Linked DNA regions of Mus musculus: region 1 is linked to region 2. A link is a contact called in public promoter capture Hi-C data. All regions are on one chromosome and are shown on one strand. The core of a region is the stretch at or near the end of the contact, and the rest is flanking DNA. Distances in the headings are between cores, read along the strand shown.

Region 1 (3,627 bases), core at 624-3,123, 580 kb after region 2:
GCACGTGGGAGTAAGAGAATGGCTTTGAGTGTTGTTCCTCATGTGCTGGCTGCCCTTTTGTGGTTGGAGTAGATAGAGCTTGTGATGTAAGCTAGGCTGCTCGACCAGCAACACCACACTTGGCAGTTTTAAATGTAGGTCCTGAGGATTAGACTCAGGCCCCTGTGCTTCCAGGTTTTGCTCTCCAGTTCGGGCTGACCTTGAACTTTGAGCAAACTATGATGCTTCCTTCCAGGTGCTGGGATGACAGGCCTGTGCCACCATGCCCAGCCGTTCTGCCTCTTATCTCAAGAGTACAAGTAGACGCTGGGGCCATTCTGCTCGGTTATGTCTATTCTGTAGGAGCTATAACCAGAACACTTGGACGTGGACTAAATTCTGACTGATCAAGGTCAAGAGCAGCAGGGTGTGCTGCAGGTGGCACTGCTCTGGTAAAGACAGGTTATCCATACGAAAGTGAGGGGCTTAATTGTGTTCTACAATGATAGAGCTGTTGAAACTTTCCAAATGGGGCAGAGCAAGAGGCAAGTTCAATGCCAGTCTGATCTACTTAATGAGTTCTAGGCTAGCCAGAACTCCATAGTGAGACCGCACTGAACAGATGCAAGAGACTCCAAATGAATAAGGGGGACTTTTGTTTCGTTTTGGGAACAGGGTCTCACGTAGCCCAGGCTGGATTCCAACTAGCTATGAATCCGAAGCTGACCTTGAATGTCTAACCCTCAAGCTTTTACTTCCTGGTGCTGGAATTACAGGGGTGGGCCACAGTGATGGGTTTCTGGGTGCCAGTGTTAGAATCCAGGGCCTCCGCGTGCTAGTCTACTGCACCTCCAGCTGGAGACATGAATCATTTAGGTGAAAACCAGTTTGGCCTTTGACGATGGTGTCAGGGGTCCTTTGGTGAGACTGGGTTTCCCAACTAAGCTTCAGCTTCTCCCCTCCCCCCACCCCCACCCTAACTGCTTCAGGGATAGCTATGGGGTGCATCGCCATCTGGTCTGGGTAAAGGCACAGAAAGAAGCTACATTCATTTCCCCGCCTGCACGCTCTGTAATAGATAACTGTTTTTCAGACCCTGCTGGGGAACCTGTAGCTAGAATCCACTCATTTAACCATGATGCAAGCTACAGTCCTCGCTTCATATGAAAACCCCGGAAGCCATCATCTCCCCGCTGCCATGGAAAGTGTATAATTAGCTCGGTGTGCAGCTTGACCCCAGTGATTTTTCTGACGCACTTGGCCCCGCAGTGTGCCCTTTTTGAGACCTCCTGTGTCTTCTCCACAGCTGGAGATGCCCTAAACTGCACGCAGCACTTCCTGTGGGCGTGGTCTTGAATTTTAGGCGCTCCTTGGTGCTGGCTGCCCTCCCTTAATGGGTCACATGCTTCAGCTACTTACATCCCCACAAAGCTCTTTGAAAAGGACCATGAGTGGCTGTATCGATCATAATTAAGTTTTCCGGTCCCTCCTATTTCTTTTTAAAAATGATTTTCTGATGGAGTCCTCTCAAAGAAACACTATAATTGGGCAGCCTGGGGCATGTGGGAAAGCCTCCCCCGATGGCGTCAGTAGCTATTCTCAGGAGAGGAAAGGCAGGGTATCCCCACTGGGAGATGACAGCACTTGTTTCAAGTTGGGGAAGAGCCTGTGGTTCTCTTCCTGCGTTTGGAGGGGAAAGCGAACACACAATATTCATTTCCTAAATACGGGACGTGCTTTGCCAGCGTCTCTTTTTCCAACATGTCATATCCTGGCCGAAGGCAGCAGGGGTCAGGGCAGGAAACAGCAGCTTCTCAGAATGAGACAAGGCTTTCCCAGAGCCGTCATTGGCTCCTGGGAGCTATAAAGTATGCTCGTCCAGAAACAGTCTCCCACTTTTCTTCCTGGAGGCCAGAGTGAAGGGTAAGTGGGGAGTCCGAGGGATGTGTCTGCAATGGGATTGGTGATATCGGGGTCAACTCTCGAGGCGTCATGTATTTGGAGTGACTTTTTCCCAACCTTCTTGTTACCTGAAAACTTCTTACTGGTCAGCTAGATCATGGAGGTCAACCAGGAGCTGTAGGACCTATGAGTCAGGAGACCAGTGTTCTTCTGGGGGCACTGAGAAACATCAGCTGTTGGTAGCCGGTCTCTAAAGGCCTTCATCTTAACCGAGGACAATGAGTTCTGGCTGTGCATGCCGATGCAAGCCTGGAATTCTAGAACTCAGGAGGTGGAGGCCGGAGAATCGGGGGTTTGAGGTCAACTTGGACTATGTAACAGCCTGTCTTTAAAAACAACAAAAACAAATGGAGAAAGATAAAAAATTAAATAACTTCTGCCCTGCTCGTTCAGGTCCGACATGCTCTTTCAGTGACTTATTTGGTGCCTTTAAGAAGTTCTGACTGGTGGAGAGTACAGTGTGTATGAAAATGGGGCTCCCTCATTACCAGGACAGATGGCCTTTTACAGATGAACCTGGTACATTCAGCTTTCTCCCTTAGTCACCTTTTATTGGCTTCAGTCCATCTGGACCCAAGGAAGCCTCCAGTGAGCTGCTAGCTAGCACCTTTTCTTTTTTACCTTGAGACAAATTCTTGTTATGTAGCCTTGGATGGCCTAGAACTCAGTATTTAGACCAGGTTGGCCTTGAACTCTCAATGATCCTGCCTCTGCCTCCCAAGTGCTAGGATTAGAGAGAGGGACAGGGACATTGAGAGAAGGAGAGAGAGAGAGAGAGAGAGAGAGAGAGAGAGAGAGAGAGAGAATATAATGATATAATGAGAATGGGGGGGGCAAGTACCTTGAGTCCCTAGGACACAAGTCTCCACATAATGAAAAGTTTTTGTTACGTTACATGCACGGTTTGCTACTTTTAAGGTGTTCTCTTCTTTTTATTGGTCCTTGTTTGTCAGGAGTTGGGGAATAGAATAGGGTGTCACACCAGACAATGGCTCTACCCCTGAGCTGCATCCTCAGCCCAAGTGTCATTTTGAAAACAGAGCAAAGTCTCTGTTTTCAGAGCATTTACCTGGAGCAGCTTTCTAATAGTCTCCACCTTCCCGTTTAAACCTTTATTTAAATCTGTGGATGGTGTCCATAGATTTTGTTCCCTGGAAGGAAAGCAGAAGACAGCATAATCTCTGTTGGAACGCACAGTTAACGGGTTCTGGGAACTTGTGTGACTTGTCCCAGGCTCCAGAGCCTTTGGAAACTTGACCCATAACCCAGTAGTAACCTACCTCCCTGTTCCCAGTCCTGAGTGGTTTATTTATTCGTGTATTCATTTCGGCAGCCTTGTGGATTGAGTCTGAGGGTTGAACGCTAGGTAAGTGATCTACCATTAAGGCAACACGCCCAGCATAAAGTCTATTAATTATTTGAGGACTCTCTAGAGAGTGCACCGGGCAGCTCTAGCCTAGGGCAGCAACGGGTGCGGAAACTCGGGCTAACTGTGCGTCTATGTCCCTCACAGGGCATGGAGAAGCGGGCGGCCTGGGAGCCGCAGGGCGCCGATGCGCTGCGGCGCTTCCAAGGATTGCTGCTGGACCGCCGTGGCCGGCTGCACAGCCAAGTGCTGCGCCTGCGCGAAGTGGCCCGGAGGCTGGAGCGGCTACGCAGGCGCTCCCTGGCGGCCAACGTGGCGGG
Region 2 (3,392 bases), core at 370-2,869:
ACTGTTCGTAAGCTATTTAGAGAGTTAGAAGTATGGCTCAGTGGCAACCATGAGTCTGTACAGACTTCAGTTTGGATGCCCAGAAAAACCTCGGCATGGTGGCCCACATCTGTAACCCAGCGCGGGGGACAGAAGCATGCAGAACTCAGGGGCTTGCTGGATGGCTAACTGAGGCAGCAAGCCCCAGGTTCAATGAGAGACTACAATAAAGTGGAAAAACAATGAGGAAGAGAGAGGAAAGAGAAAGGGGGAGCGAGGGAGGGAAGAAGGGAGGGGGAAGAAGATGGAGAAAGGGAGAGCATCCAGTTGGGAAATGACAGACCCAAGGCTCACATCTAGAACTCTCACCTGACTCTGTGGTCCATATCCCTCCCCAAACTCCTCTTCCCATCATCTGTGAATTCATCACTACCCAAGTCAATCATAAAAAAAATGTCAAACAGATTCGAGGACAGTGCTCAAAGGTGAATTTCAAACCTCCCACTGTATATTTGCTGGTTATTCACAGTCAGGGGTGAGGCATTTTTCACAGAATGTTGGACTTGTTGCCCACACTCAGACACCCAAGCCAGTGCAAGCCAATGGTTCTTATTCCACACCTGCACACATCACACTCTGGGTAGCAATGAGAAGCCACCCGAGGAGTTTTACATCTATACCTGTTTTGTCATTGTCCAACTCATCCCCGTGCACATCCTGAGACCTTTGACCCCTAGTTATAGAACATGCATTGCAAATGTTCTTCCCTAACTCTGGGATTTTGTTCTCTGGGTGGTGTAAGAGTTGAACTCAGTGTCTCAGATACACTAGGCAGGCACTCTGCCGCTGAGCTAGCCCCAGCCCTCCTCACAGAACACACGAAACTCACTCATCCTCCATATAACTATCCTCTAATAACTCAGTTGTTTAGTGTGAGGCTTCTGAACTGCCAACTCCCCAACACTGTGAAGGTCAGCCCGCTCCTCCAACACCTCTCGACAGTAACCCATTCTTGGTTTATTTTCTATGGCTGCGATAAAGCCGGCATGACCAAGAGCAGCCTAGAGAAGAAAGGGTTAATTTGACTTACCATGACCTGATCGCTGAGGAAAGCCAAGGAAGGGATCTGGAGGCAGAAACTGAAGCGGAGACCTGAGAAACTGCCTTGTTCCCCACACCTTGCTCAGCTGGCTCTTTTCTGTAACAGAGGATCGCCTCTCCAGCTTGTCATGCGGCTTGTTCACATCTTCACAGATCAGGAAACAGAAAGCTCCTGTAGGAAATAGAGGCCCAAGGCCCGACCTGAATCCTTCTAAGGATTTCTTAACCTTCGAAAAACAGCGCCACCTACTGGGCACGAATGTTCAAGCACATGAGCCACGGAGGACACCAAACTTCACCTCCTTCGCATCCCTCATCCAGTCAGAGGCACAATGAGTAACAGAAATGACTCCAATGCATCCAAATGTGCCTCAGGCAACCAAGCCTATAGTCCAAGGTGAAGATTCGGTGGGGCTGAAAGCCAAAGAACTTAAATGATTTAACTAAGGGTTAAATTAATTTAAAGTAAAATCATATGTTGTAAAGAACTGGTGTCAGATTGGTCCCTTCAACATTCCACCGTGGATAGGGGAGGCTCCTGAGGCGTCCACCCACCCCACCCCACCCTGCCAAGGAGCTAGTGGCAGTTAACAGTTGCTGGGGTGAGGGTGCCATTTCTTCAGTGGTGTAGCCACTGGTAAGTTGCCCCTGCTTTAATTAAATGACCCACCCCATAGCCATGATCACACAAGCAGCCCTCGTGGGGCTAAAAAAGGCATGGGAAGAAGAAAGTCAATACAAGCGTGAGGGAGAACGGTAATAGGGTAAGACTATGACCACAATATGTTGTACACTCGTGTGAAAGTGTAAAAATAAATGTATTTGGCTTGACTGACACATTAAAAAGAGCTTATTTCAAATGCCTTCTGTAACACCGAACCGAAACCAATACAATATTCTCTCCGGTTTGAAGGAGACCTTCTAACACTAAGCATTTATAGTCAGATAAGGACTGCTGAGATGATGTACAAACAGGACAAACTGGAAAAGCTGCTCTCTGCAGGACAACAAAGGAACGCATTCTGCAGGAACCGGTTCTCGTTTTCATGGGAGGTATTGTGTTTACATTACCCTCATTTTCTACACATTAACTTGCATCTCCATAGACTTGCAATGTGGACGAATCTAGAGCACGCAAGGGTCAGGCCTCTAGGAACCAGACGGTTTCCAAACTCCCAACCACCCACTGAGGAGATATCACCAGGCTTTTACCTGTTTCAGACAGTGTAGTATTTTTCTGCTCCAGAGTCAAGTGGCAATGATCCTGGTTCTAGATAAGAAGACAAAGAGTTAATCAAAGACATCTAAATAGTGACAGGAAAGATAGTCAGGGTCTGGGCTCTATAGACAGACAGCCTGGGCTCTCTTCAACCTCAGCTTAGCCGCATATGTCACCTTAAGCAATTCGGTGCCTCGGTTTTCTTATCTGTAAGTTGGGCATAACTATAAACACTCTCTACACAGCTGAGTTTTAAGAAGAAGGAGAAGAAGAAGAAGAAGAAGAAGAAGAAGAAGGAGGAGGAGGAGGAGGAGGAGGAGGAGGAGGAGGAGGAGGAGGAGGAGAAGAAGAAGAAGAAGAAGAAGAAGAAGAAGAAGAAGAAGAAGAAGAAGAAGAAGAAGAAGAAGAAGAAGTGACTCCAAAAAATCCCAGCTATTGTAATGACACCTCTCTGCAGCCCGAGACTATGAAAACATGCTTCTGTTTATTTTTAAAGTTGATGACCGACTAGGTCGAGAAGTCTCTCTTGATGACCATAAATTCGACAAGATGGATGTTCGCTTTCTCCAAGTTTCTCATTGCCTCTCCTAGAGTAGACACAGACTCATTGTCAGTCAGGTGTAGACCAACATTTGCCCTCATGGCTTCCGGTAGAGGAAGAGGTGATATTAGCGTCAAGTCTGAGATGTTCTTAATTGTGGAGTCCTCAAAGGAAGTTGGGGATAGCTAAATCCACCACAATTCTATCCCGCCTCTGTGCCTGGACGACCCTGATGGAAGTTCAATGCTTCTGGCTCTGGCCTTGCCTCTTACTGCACCAGCAACACCATCACTGCTCAGCCTCAAACACAATTTTGGATTTACTGACAAGTATGGGGGTGGGGAGGCATCCCTCCCACATTCTCTTTCTGGGTTCTTCCATACTAAAAGATATAACTAACCAAAGAAAAATTAGTTTCGAGAAACATGCACTACACAGATTCCAGGAGAATTGAGTAGTGAAAAACCCTGTGTCTGAGCCAGATTTGGGGATGCGCATCAGGAAACGGAAGCAGGAAGATCACAAGTTCAAAGCCAGTGGAGCTACATAGCA

Evidence for each region. Capture Hi-C pulls out chosen DNA fragments and counts their contacts.
Region 1: a promoter capture Hi-C map of adipose tissue shows a contact between it and region 2, with 2.3 times the contacts expected there. The contact joins the promoter of Apold1 here to the promoter of 4933406J09Rik in region 2. A contact is called at or near these places in 4 of 39 promoter capture datasets (the 3T3-L1 cell line, cranial neural crest, liver and 1 more), 1 of 115 datasets of contacts at active chromatin or transcription factors (pancreatic cancer cells) and 1 of 9 other capture datasets (adipose tissue).

What each region holds. Positions count from the first base shown.
Region 1 is chr6:134,980,128-134,983,754 of GRCm38.p6, forward strand. It overlaps Apold1 (apolipoprotein L domain containing 1), which reads left to right and starts at 1,874. Exons shown (of 2, transcript NM_001109914.1): 1 at 1,874-1,902; 2 at 3,455-3,627. The coding sequence starts at 3,458. It overlaps Gm36428 (a long non-coding RNA gene), which reads right to left and starts at 3,518. Exons shown (of 3, transcript XR_003956531.1): 1 at 3,011-3,518; 2 at 2,010-2,267; 3 at 1,771-1,928.
Region 2 is chr6:134,401,796-134,405,187 of GRCm38.p6, forward strand. It overlaps 4933406J09Rik (RIKEN cDNA 4933406J09 gene), which reads right to left and starts at 1,620. Exons shown (of 9, transcript NR_153848.1): 1 at 1,070-1,620. All of the region lies in intron 2 of Bcl2l14 (BCL2-like 14 (apoptosis facilitator)), which reads left to right.